3 separate regions of the Mus musculus genome follow, and regions 2 and 3 are each linked to region 1. A link is a contact called in public Hi-C and HiChIP or PLAC-seq data. All regions are on one chromosome and are shown on one strand. Each heading gives the region's core, a stretch centred on a gene start, on an enhancer-like site or on the middle of the called end of the contact. The rest is flanking DNA. Distances are from core to core; before and after follow the strand shown.

Region 1 (2,700 bases), core at 153-2,652:
ATGTAATCCAAATGGCAATAAGACTGAAGATTTGGAAAACCAACGGCACTTTGTATATGCTTAAATCTTTAAACATACCGAGATCTGTTTTTTTTTTTTTCCTTCCTTTAAAAACAAAAACAAAAAAATTCTGGCTCAATCCAGTGTATGGTAGACATCTGCTTAATGAAAACAGCTCAGTTTAAGAAGAACACGGTACTGTATTTCATCATCATAGTCAAACACAGTATACAAAGTTTACCTTAGTAAAAGGTCTCTGTGTGTATTTCAGCTTGCACAACTGTTATACTTTGTTTCTGCTCGGTGAGTGCTACCTAGAAAATTTGTATGTAGATTTTTTTTTCAGTGCAAGAAAGGTTGTCAAAGCAAAGCAGCGTCTTATGAGCAATACTAGAACGGAAAATAATTCCTTCTCCTCCTCCTCCTCCTCCTCCTCCTCCTCCTCCTCCTCCTCCTCCTCTCCCTCCTCTTCCTCCTCCCCACTCCTTCTTCTCCTTCTCATCGTCCCCCTCCTCCCCGTGCCCCTCTTCCCCTCCCCTCCTTTTAGTTTCTTTGTTTTTAATTGAAAGCTCACACAATGTACTCTGATCATGGTTCCCCTCCTCCATCTCCTCCCTACCTCTCCACCCATCCAACTACAAGCGAACCATTATTCCGGTTTTACCCTCTTACCAAGAATTTCGGGGTCCTTAAAAACCTGCTTATTTTTGTCTCAACGGTTACACTAAGACTTCTCAACTGCGGGGAGGGGGTGCGCTGGGGGCGGGAACGATATAGTCTGCTAGCAAAGACAAGCTCCTAGCAAAGACAACAAAAACAAAACAGGCCATCACAAACCAAAAAGCTAGGGCACAGGTGTAGTAGAACCAATTGTCAGGTCAGGACCATGTGGGAGGAAGTCTTAGTTCATCACTGGCACTTGTTTTCTGACTCCTCGAGTGCTTTCACTCATGCTTTTGCAGAAGTTCGGGGTCTGTCTGTAGCCTTTTTCGAATCATGGAGAGTTTCAGTTTAGGGTCTAACCCTGTGGATCTTTTTCCTCCTCTGGACTCCAGGAAGAGGAGGTGAACTGAGCAGCTGGGCCAGTTACCTCCCTAGGGAGCTGCGACTGGCTGGCTTTCGTGGCTTCGAAAACTTTCCAGCGCGAGTGCCACGGCGACGGGCCGCAGCTGAGTCGGAGCCCACGCGGCCCGCGCCTCCCGCGAAGAACTTTTCGGAGTGGCGGTGGTTTGTCACTCTCGCTTTCCGACGCGCCTCCCCCCTGGCTCGTGCTCCCGGAGCGCCCTCCTCCTGGCGGGGACCTTCCCTGGAGCCAGCCCGCCCAGCAGTCCCAGCCTCCGCCGCTCGCGGGCCCAGAAGCTCCAAAGAACTGGCGCCCCTCGCCCCGGCCACCCAGCCTCGTGCCTGCGCCACCGCCTAGTCTAGGCTTTGCAACATGCTTCAGCGGCGTCGCGCGCACTGAGAGCCTCCGATCCTGGGGCGAAGAGGAGCGGGGGACCCGGGTCGTGGAGGAGGGGACCCGCAGCCTTGGAGTCGACTTTTTGCCGATGGTCCAAAGCGACACGTCCAAGTCGCCTCCCGTAGCGGCGGTGGCGCAGGAGAGCCAGATGGAGCTGCTGGAGAGCGCGGCTCCCGCGGGGGCGCTCGGAGCACAGGTAGCCACTGCGCCGCGCCTTCTGCTGGCTTTGTGAGCCTCAGAGCCCCGACCTCAGTCCCTCCCGCTGCCTCCTCTCCCTCATCGCGAACCGCGCCTCCCCCTCCTGCTCCGGTCTCCTTCGCCACCTCCTCCCGCCCATCCCGGTGCTGCTGGGGGACCCTGCCCCTGCGCGCCTTCCACGGGCTCTGCTCCGGCTTCCATTTTTTTGTTTGTTTGTTTGGTTGGGTTTTTTTGTTTTGTTTTCTTTTGATTTTGCCCCCTTTGCTTTCTGAAAAGCCAGTGGGAAGGGGCGAGGACGACCTGCCGCTCCTCCCCGGCTTTTCCCGGGCCACGCCGCTTGGCTGTCCGCGCCCCTGCCCTGGAGAAGCACATGGAGAGCCATGGACCAGGCGAGTGGACTGGACCGGCTCAAGATCGTGAGTCCGGGCGGGCGGGAAAGGGATCCGCATCCTGCATCGCTGTTTCCGCCGCTGCCTCTGGTGGTCTCTATTGGGAGCTAGGCAGGGAGGTGAGGTGTTATGCAGGGGTCAAGGTGGGCGTGGATCCCCTTGCCTTCTCCCCGGAGAGCAGCCCCAACCCCCCTCAGCACCTGGGGCGCTGTGCCACCCAGACAGTTCAGCTAGCTGTCCTCTTTCCAGGGTTTGCCTGGACCCTTGTTTCTTTGCTGGAAGAAGAGAGCAGAGTGTTGTGGGTGAGAAAGTTTTTGTTTCTGTTTACCCCGAAATGGCATGCCATTCTAGCGGCTCCTGGGTTCCTTTCTCTGATGAGTATTAGCGGTTTCTGGAAAAATTCTGTCCTGCTGCTCATTGTGAAATAGGAGATGTCGGTTGTAGGCGTGGAGTGTGATAAGGTGGCTTTTACGTAAAGCCTTGGCAGGTACAGTTGGGATTCCAGACACCCCCAGATCTGGGCGGAAAGGAGTTCCTCAACTTTTATTCTTGGGGTAAAGCCTTCAAACCTGACACTTGAACTACTTGGAGAGTGCTGGGAAGAGGTTAGGGTGAATCCAGGAAGAATATTTCTCCTCTGCTTAATGGCTTTGG
Region 2 (2,700 bases), core at 126-2,625, 260 kb before region 1:
CATCTCTACCTTACTGATGATAACAGTAGAGAGTGTCCCCATAGCGATGCTGACCTCATGAGAATTTCAAAGTCCTTGGGCCAGAGTTTGTTCCTCTCCTAAAAGGAAGGAAGCAGAAGCTTTGAGCTTCTGTGTTGAGAGCACAGAATGAGCTGAACTTGTTAACACAGCTCTATTCTCCTCCTTTTTTTTTTTTTTTTAAGGCAGAAGTAGAAACCACAACAGCTTCTTAAGAGAACAGCAATGCATATTTTGAAGGAAATTCTGGCTCTTTTTTCCCCTCAAATGTTGAAGGTAAAGGTACCATTTGTTATAATATAATAATTTATTTGGTATCCATTCTGTGCTCAACGCGTGGCATGTAAATTAATAGGATTCCATGCCGTCCTTCTTCGCCATACACTACCTTGGGGCTTGATTCCAAACTCAGAGGCACTGGCTCTTATATTGATGGGGCAAAGGAGGATTTAAAGTGTCCAGTGGAAAAGGGTTACTGTTTTTCAGGAATCTGTTTCTTTGACTATAAGCATTTATTTGGCTGGTAAGGTTTGACTCTCTTAGAAATATTCAGAACAAAGGGATGGACCTACCTCTCTGTGATTTTTGTGGTACTGAGTTTGAGTCTTAGAACGAGTTCTGATTTCCTTTTATTATTTTTGTATGCGCACATGGACATGCTGAGGCCAAAGAGCTATCACAGGTATTATTCCTGTGATGGTGTGTGTCTCTGTCTCTGTCTCTGTCTCTGTCTCTGTCTCTGTCTCTGTCTCTGTCTCTGTCTCTTCCTCCCTCCCTCCCTCCCTCCCTCCCTCCCTCCCTCCCTCCCTCCCTCTCTCCCTCCCTCCCTCCCTCCCTTTCTTCCTTCCTTTCCTCTTTCCTTCTTTGTCCCAGTGAAACTCCCCAAGTAGGCTGAGGAGGCTAATCAACACGGTATCTCTCTCTGCCTCTCCAGATCTATAATTACAAATGTGTGTTACCTTTTTAAAAGGTAGGTTCTGGGGATGAGACGTCTGTCCTGGTTTGAACTTTGCCAACTGAGCCTTATTGCCAGCCTGACTGTTACTAGGAATGGGTCATGAAATAAATGCTTCTGTCAGAATAGTTTATTCGGATTGAATGTGCTCTGCAACCTCTGCTGACAGCCATCTTCTCGAGTGTGTGCAGCAACCAGCCCGAATGTGTCAGCAATGGCTTTCAGGCACCTGTGACACACGTATCACAAGTAGGATGTTTTGATGTTTGCAGGGTTATAGCTTCTTCAGGCAAAACTTGCAGGGCATGAAGAAAGCAGATTCAGCAAGGACCTTAGCCTGAGCAGCTGACTCGAATCGACTGCCAAGTAGCAAGGAATCTGGCACGCGTTCTGAGCTCCTTGGCCAGCCTGAACCGGCTGAAGCTCAAGCCTCAAGCTCGCCTCTGCACCCCCGCACCTCCCCCCGCCCCCCACCAGTGCAGACAGTTTTCCTGCTTTTTGTTGTTGTTCCTTTCTTGTTTTATTTAAAAGCCAGATTCCTTTCATGAAGGGCAGCAAACATGTGAGCTCTGCACATGCGCAGCAGTGAAGAAATTAGCTGAGGAAGTTGAGGCTGTGTCAGGGCACCTTTCCTGAAGTGGATCCTTGGACATCCAAGCCACTGTGTTCTTTTGGCCTGTCTTCAACGGAGTACGTTGTATGGTGCCAAGCCTCAGGATACCAAAGAACTGCTTACAAAACACTTGCTCCTTCACAAGAAGCACAGCAGTTTAGCCAAGATAACATCGCTGCCAAGAACTCTCACATAGGCTAAGATAAAAACTGAAAGCCCCAGCACATGAGAGTGAGTTCTTGGTAGGAAAAAGCACAGTAAGTTCTTCTCAGCCCTCACCGTCAAGATGGCTGGCACGTGCCACCTACTCAGCAGAGATCTGGATGTCTCAACAGTATAGTTCACCTTTCTGTGTGGATGGGCATCTCCCTGTCCACTGAGGGCCTAGGAAGAACAAAAGCAGCAGCAGGAGGAGTCCACTCTTTTGCTTCTAGTCTTCCTGTTTAAGCCGGGAGCTTCCCACCTCACTGTCCTTGGAATAGGTTTCACGCCACTGGCTGGCTTCCCTGCTTTGTGTGTCTTAGAACTTAGATTGAATTCTACCACCTGCTCCTCTGGGTCTTCAACTTGCAGGGAGGTCTTGGAATTATCAGCCTTCACAATTTGGCCAGCCTGAACCGCTCAAGCTCAAGCCTCAAGCTCGCCTCTGCAACCCCGCACCTCCCCCCCCCCGCCCCAGTGCAGACAGTTTTCCTGTTTTTGTTGTTGTTCCTTTCTGAATTAATTTTTCATAGTCTTACTAGGAAATATATCTGATATACATGTATCCTTCTTCTTCTTCTTCTTCTTCTTCTTCTTCTTCTTCTTCTTCTTCTTCTTCTTCTTCTTCTTCTTCTTCTCTCTTGCTCTCTCTCTCTGTGTGTGATAGAGAGCGAGGGAGAGAGAGAGAGAGAGAGATTTAGTTTAAATAGGGGCAACAAACAGGGTAGAACTGAGCAAAATAGATAAAGGAAGGAAGGCAGGGAGGATGATCCTTTAAGTTCATGGTAGGACAATCTTGCATATAAGAGATAAATTAAAGGGTACCATGACGATGCTCACAACAATCTGAGAGTCATGAGTTGAGCATTTGACTTTCTGTGTCAGGAGACATGGTGGCTCTTGCCTTTTCAGT
Region 3 (2,700 bases), core at 48-2,547, 310 kb before region 1:
AATATCATCCCTTAAGAACAGGCTGTAAATTTAGGAAATTGCGACTACCGACTGAGATATGGAAGTTTCTTGCTAACTTTTTCCTACATATAAATCCCATTGCTTGTGGCCCTGGATTCATTCTATTTAATGGGAATAAAGGAAATGTTATAAAAACCAATTCCCTACTCTAGTCTGCTTAAAAGTTTCCATGTAATAAAAGCTGTTTCTTTCTCACCCATGTCCATAAAATGTGCTTCCATAGCTAAAAGTAAAAAGCAAATGAATGAAGAATCCAAACAGCCCCTCTTTTTCCTTTCCCAATTTGAATTTGCACTGGTGTGGTATACGTGGTTAATATCTGCAGCCTAATGTGGTGTTCGTGGTATATCTGCAGCCTAATGTGGTATACGTGGTATATCTGCAGCCTAATGTGGTATACGTGGTATATCTGCAGCCTAATGTGGTGTTTCTAGCACAGCATAGCAACCTGGTGTTGTGGTTCAGATCAAGTGTGATGTTTCCACCATAGGTTTCCTATGAAAATTGGGCTTACGGTGAACCAAATAATTACCAAAATGTTGAATATTGTGGTGAGCTGAAAGGTGACCCTGGCATGTCCTGGAATGATATCAACTGTGAACACCTCAACAACTGGATTTGTCAGATACAAAAAGGTACAAATCTGTCCCCTCTTTTTCTTACATTACAGAGCTAGCCTTCTGATACCCCAATTTGTTTCCTCCATTGGCACAAACAAACAAAAATACCAGCATCAGGGAACTGTGGGGCCCTTATTTCACAGGATAAGAATGGGGACGTTGGAAACAGATAAGTGTTCCAAAGGAACAGAAGATCAAAAGGCCACCAAGAATCCTGGATTAGAGTCACGTCCTTAAAAACATTCCCATCAGCAGCCGGGACTCTGGCCATCCACTGCAGCTGCAGGGGCTAATGGGAGACCTGCCCTTTAGTGCTGTAGAAAGGCAATGCAGTTTTGCTTTCTGGAACTTTCACCCTCTGACCTTCTATTTTATCCCTGAAACAGGTACAAGCTCCCTTCAACCTGATATTTTAATATCCATAACACAGAACCAGCAGTATAGGGAAGGCCGTGGTGTTGTGGGACTCACATGATATTATTTATGATATCTTGGAAATTAGAGCAAAGACAGGTTAGGCATTGTGGTCAGAGGAGCTGGGTTATGACACCGAGGAAACAAGCTGACCCTTGAATTAAAACATATTGACGCCATAGCAATAAGAGGATGGAACCACATTGCCCTCTGCTGTTGGGGAATCATGGCCGCTGCCCCCATTCTGCAGTTAAGAGACCCGGTACTGCCCTCTGCTGGCTGGATGCACATGTTTCCACATTCTGGATTAGTATCCTTTTGAATTTAAATTTAAAAACAGTCTCCTGCTGCCTGCCAGTGACTCACTGTGGCCTCTTTATGTTGTTAGTAGCTTTGTTTTACTCTGGCAGATAGAAAATATGTTACAGGTCGCCATCTTGGTTCCGGGACTCAGCAGAACTTAGGAAATTAGTCTGAACAGGTCAGAGGGTGCGCCAGAGAACCGGACAGCTTCTGGGACGGGCGGAAGCACAGAGCTGCTGAGGCAGCAGCCTGGGCGGGCCGCAGACAACCGGCCACCATCCGGACCAGAGGACAGGTGTCCACCTGGCTTGGGAGGCGGCCTCAGCCTCAGCAGCAGCGGTCGCCATCTGGGTTCCGGGACTCCGCGGGACCTAGGAAATTAGTCTGAACAGGTTAGAGGGTGCACCAGAGAACCGGATAGCTTCTGGGACGGGCGGAAGCACAGAGCTGCTGAGGCAGCAGCCTGGGCGGGCCGCAGACAACCGGCCACCATCCGGACCAGAGGACAGGTGTCCGCCTGGCTTGGGAGGCAGCCTCAGCCTCAGCAGCAGCGGTCGCCATCTTGGTTCCGGGACTCAGCAGAACTTAGGAAATTAGTCTGAACAGGTTAGAGGGTGCGCCAGAGAACCGGACAGCTTCTGGGACGGGCAGAAGCACAGAGCCGCTGAGGCAGCACTCTTGGCGGGCCACAGGCAGCCGGCCACCGTCCGGACCAGAGGACAGGTGTCCGCCTGGCTCGGGAGACGGCCTCAGCCTCAGGAGCAGCGGTCACCATCTTGGTTCCAGGACTCCCTGGAACTTAGGAATTTAGTCTGCACAGGTGAGAGTCTGCACCACAGAAGCTGACAGCTTCTGGGAACTGCCAAAGCAACACAGCTTCTGAGAGAGGCCCTGTTTTGGGCCTTCTTCTTCGACCAGGAGGAGGTCCAAAAACAAGATATCTGCGCACCTTCCCTGTAAGAGAGCTTGCCAGCAGAGAGTGCTCTGAGCACTGAAACTCAGAGGAGAGAATCTGTCTCCCAGGTCTGCTGAGAGACGGTAACAGAATCACCAGAAGAACAATCTCTAAACAGAGTCAACTATAACTACTAACTCCAGAGATTACCAGATGGCGAAAGGTAAACGTAGGAATCCTACTAACAGGAACCAAGACCACTCACCATCATCAGAACCCAGCACTCCCACTTCACCCAGTCCAGGGCACCCCAACACACCCGAAAACCTAGACCTAGATTTAAAAGCATATCTCATGATGATGGTAGAGGACATCAAGAAGGACTTTCATAAATCACTTAAAGAAATACAGGAGAGCACTGCTAAAGAGTTACAAGTCCTTAAAGAA

The links. A called contact is a pair of places that touch in the nucleus more often than the background predicts. HiChIP or PLAC-seq counts read pairs in DNA pulled down with a chosen protein or histone mark.
Region 2: a Hi-C map of uterus shows a contact between it and region 1, with 4 times the contacts expected there. The contact joins the enhancer-like site here to the promoter of Cacnb2 in region 1. A contact is called at or near these places in 3 of 484 Hi-C or Micro-C datasets (all in uterus) and 2 of 115 datasets of contacts at active chromatin or transcription factors (epiblast stem cells and neural progenitor cells).
Region 3: an H3K4me3 HiChIP or PLAC-seq map of pro-B cells shows a contact between it and region 1, with 3 times the contacts expected there. The contact joins the enhancer-like site here to the promoter of Cacnb2 in region 1. A contact is called at or near these places in 1 of 15 datasets of contacts at CTCF or cohesin (pro-B cells), 4 of 115 datasets of contacts at active chromatin or transcription factors (epiblast stem cells, large pre-B cells, neural progenitor cells and 1 more) and 1 of 9 other capture datasets (pancreatic islet).

Annotation. Positions count from the first base shown.
Region 1 is chr2:14,602,904-14,605,603 of GRCm38.p6, forward strand. It overlaps Cacnb2 (calcium channel, voltage-dependent, beta 2 subunit), which reads left to right and starts at 1,403. Exons shown (of 14, transcript NM_023116.4): 1 at 1,403-1,655. The coding sequence starts at 1,548. Gm32741 (a long non-coding RNA gene) reads right to left here and starts at 1,682. Exons shown (of 4, transcript XR_374017.4): 1 at 673-1,682; 2 at 242-314.
Region 2 is chr2:14,340,481-14,343,180 of GRCm38.p6, forward strand. No RefSeq gene overlaps it. Among named protein-coding and RNA genes, the nearest start is that of Slc39a12, 47 kb to the right of the region's middle. Within about 2 kb of position 1,376, at least 76 of the 459 cell types and tissues checked have an H3K27ac peak or open chromatin away from gene starts, as enhancers often do. A contact at or near this core is called in neural progenitor cells and uterus, where this site is marked.
Region 3 is chr2:14,294,289-14,296,988 of GRCm38.p6, forward strand. It overlaps Mrc1 (mannose receptor, C type 1), which reads left to right. Exons shown (of 30, transcript NM_008625.2): 15 at 512-656. Among named protein-coding and RNA genes, the nearest start is that of Mir511, 35 kb to the left of the region's middle. Within about 2 kb of position 1,298, at least 15 of the 459 cell types and tissues checked have an H3K27ac peak or open chromatin away from gene starts, as enhancers often do. A contact at or near this core is called in pro-B cells, where this site is marked.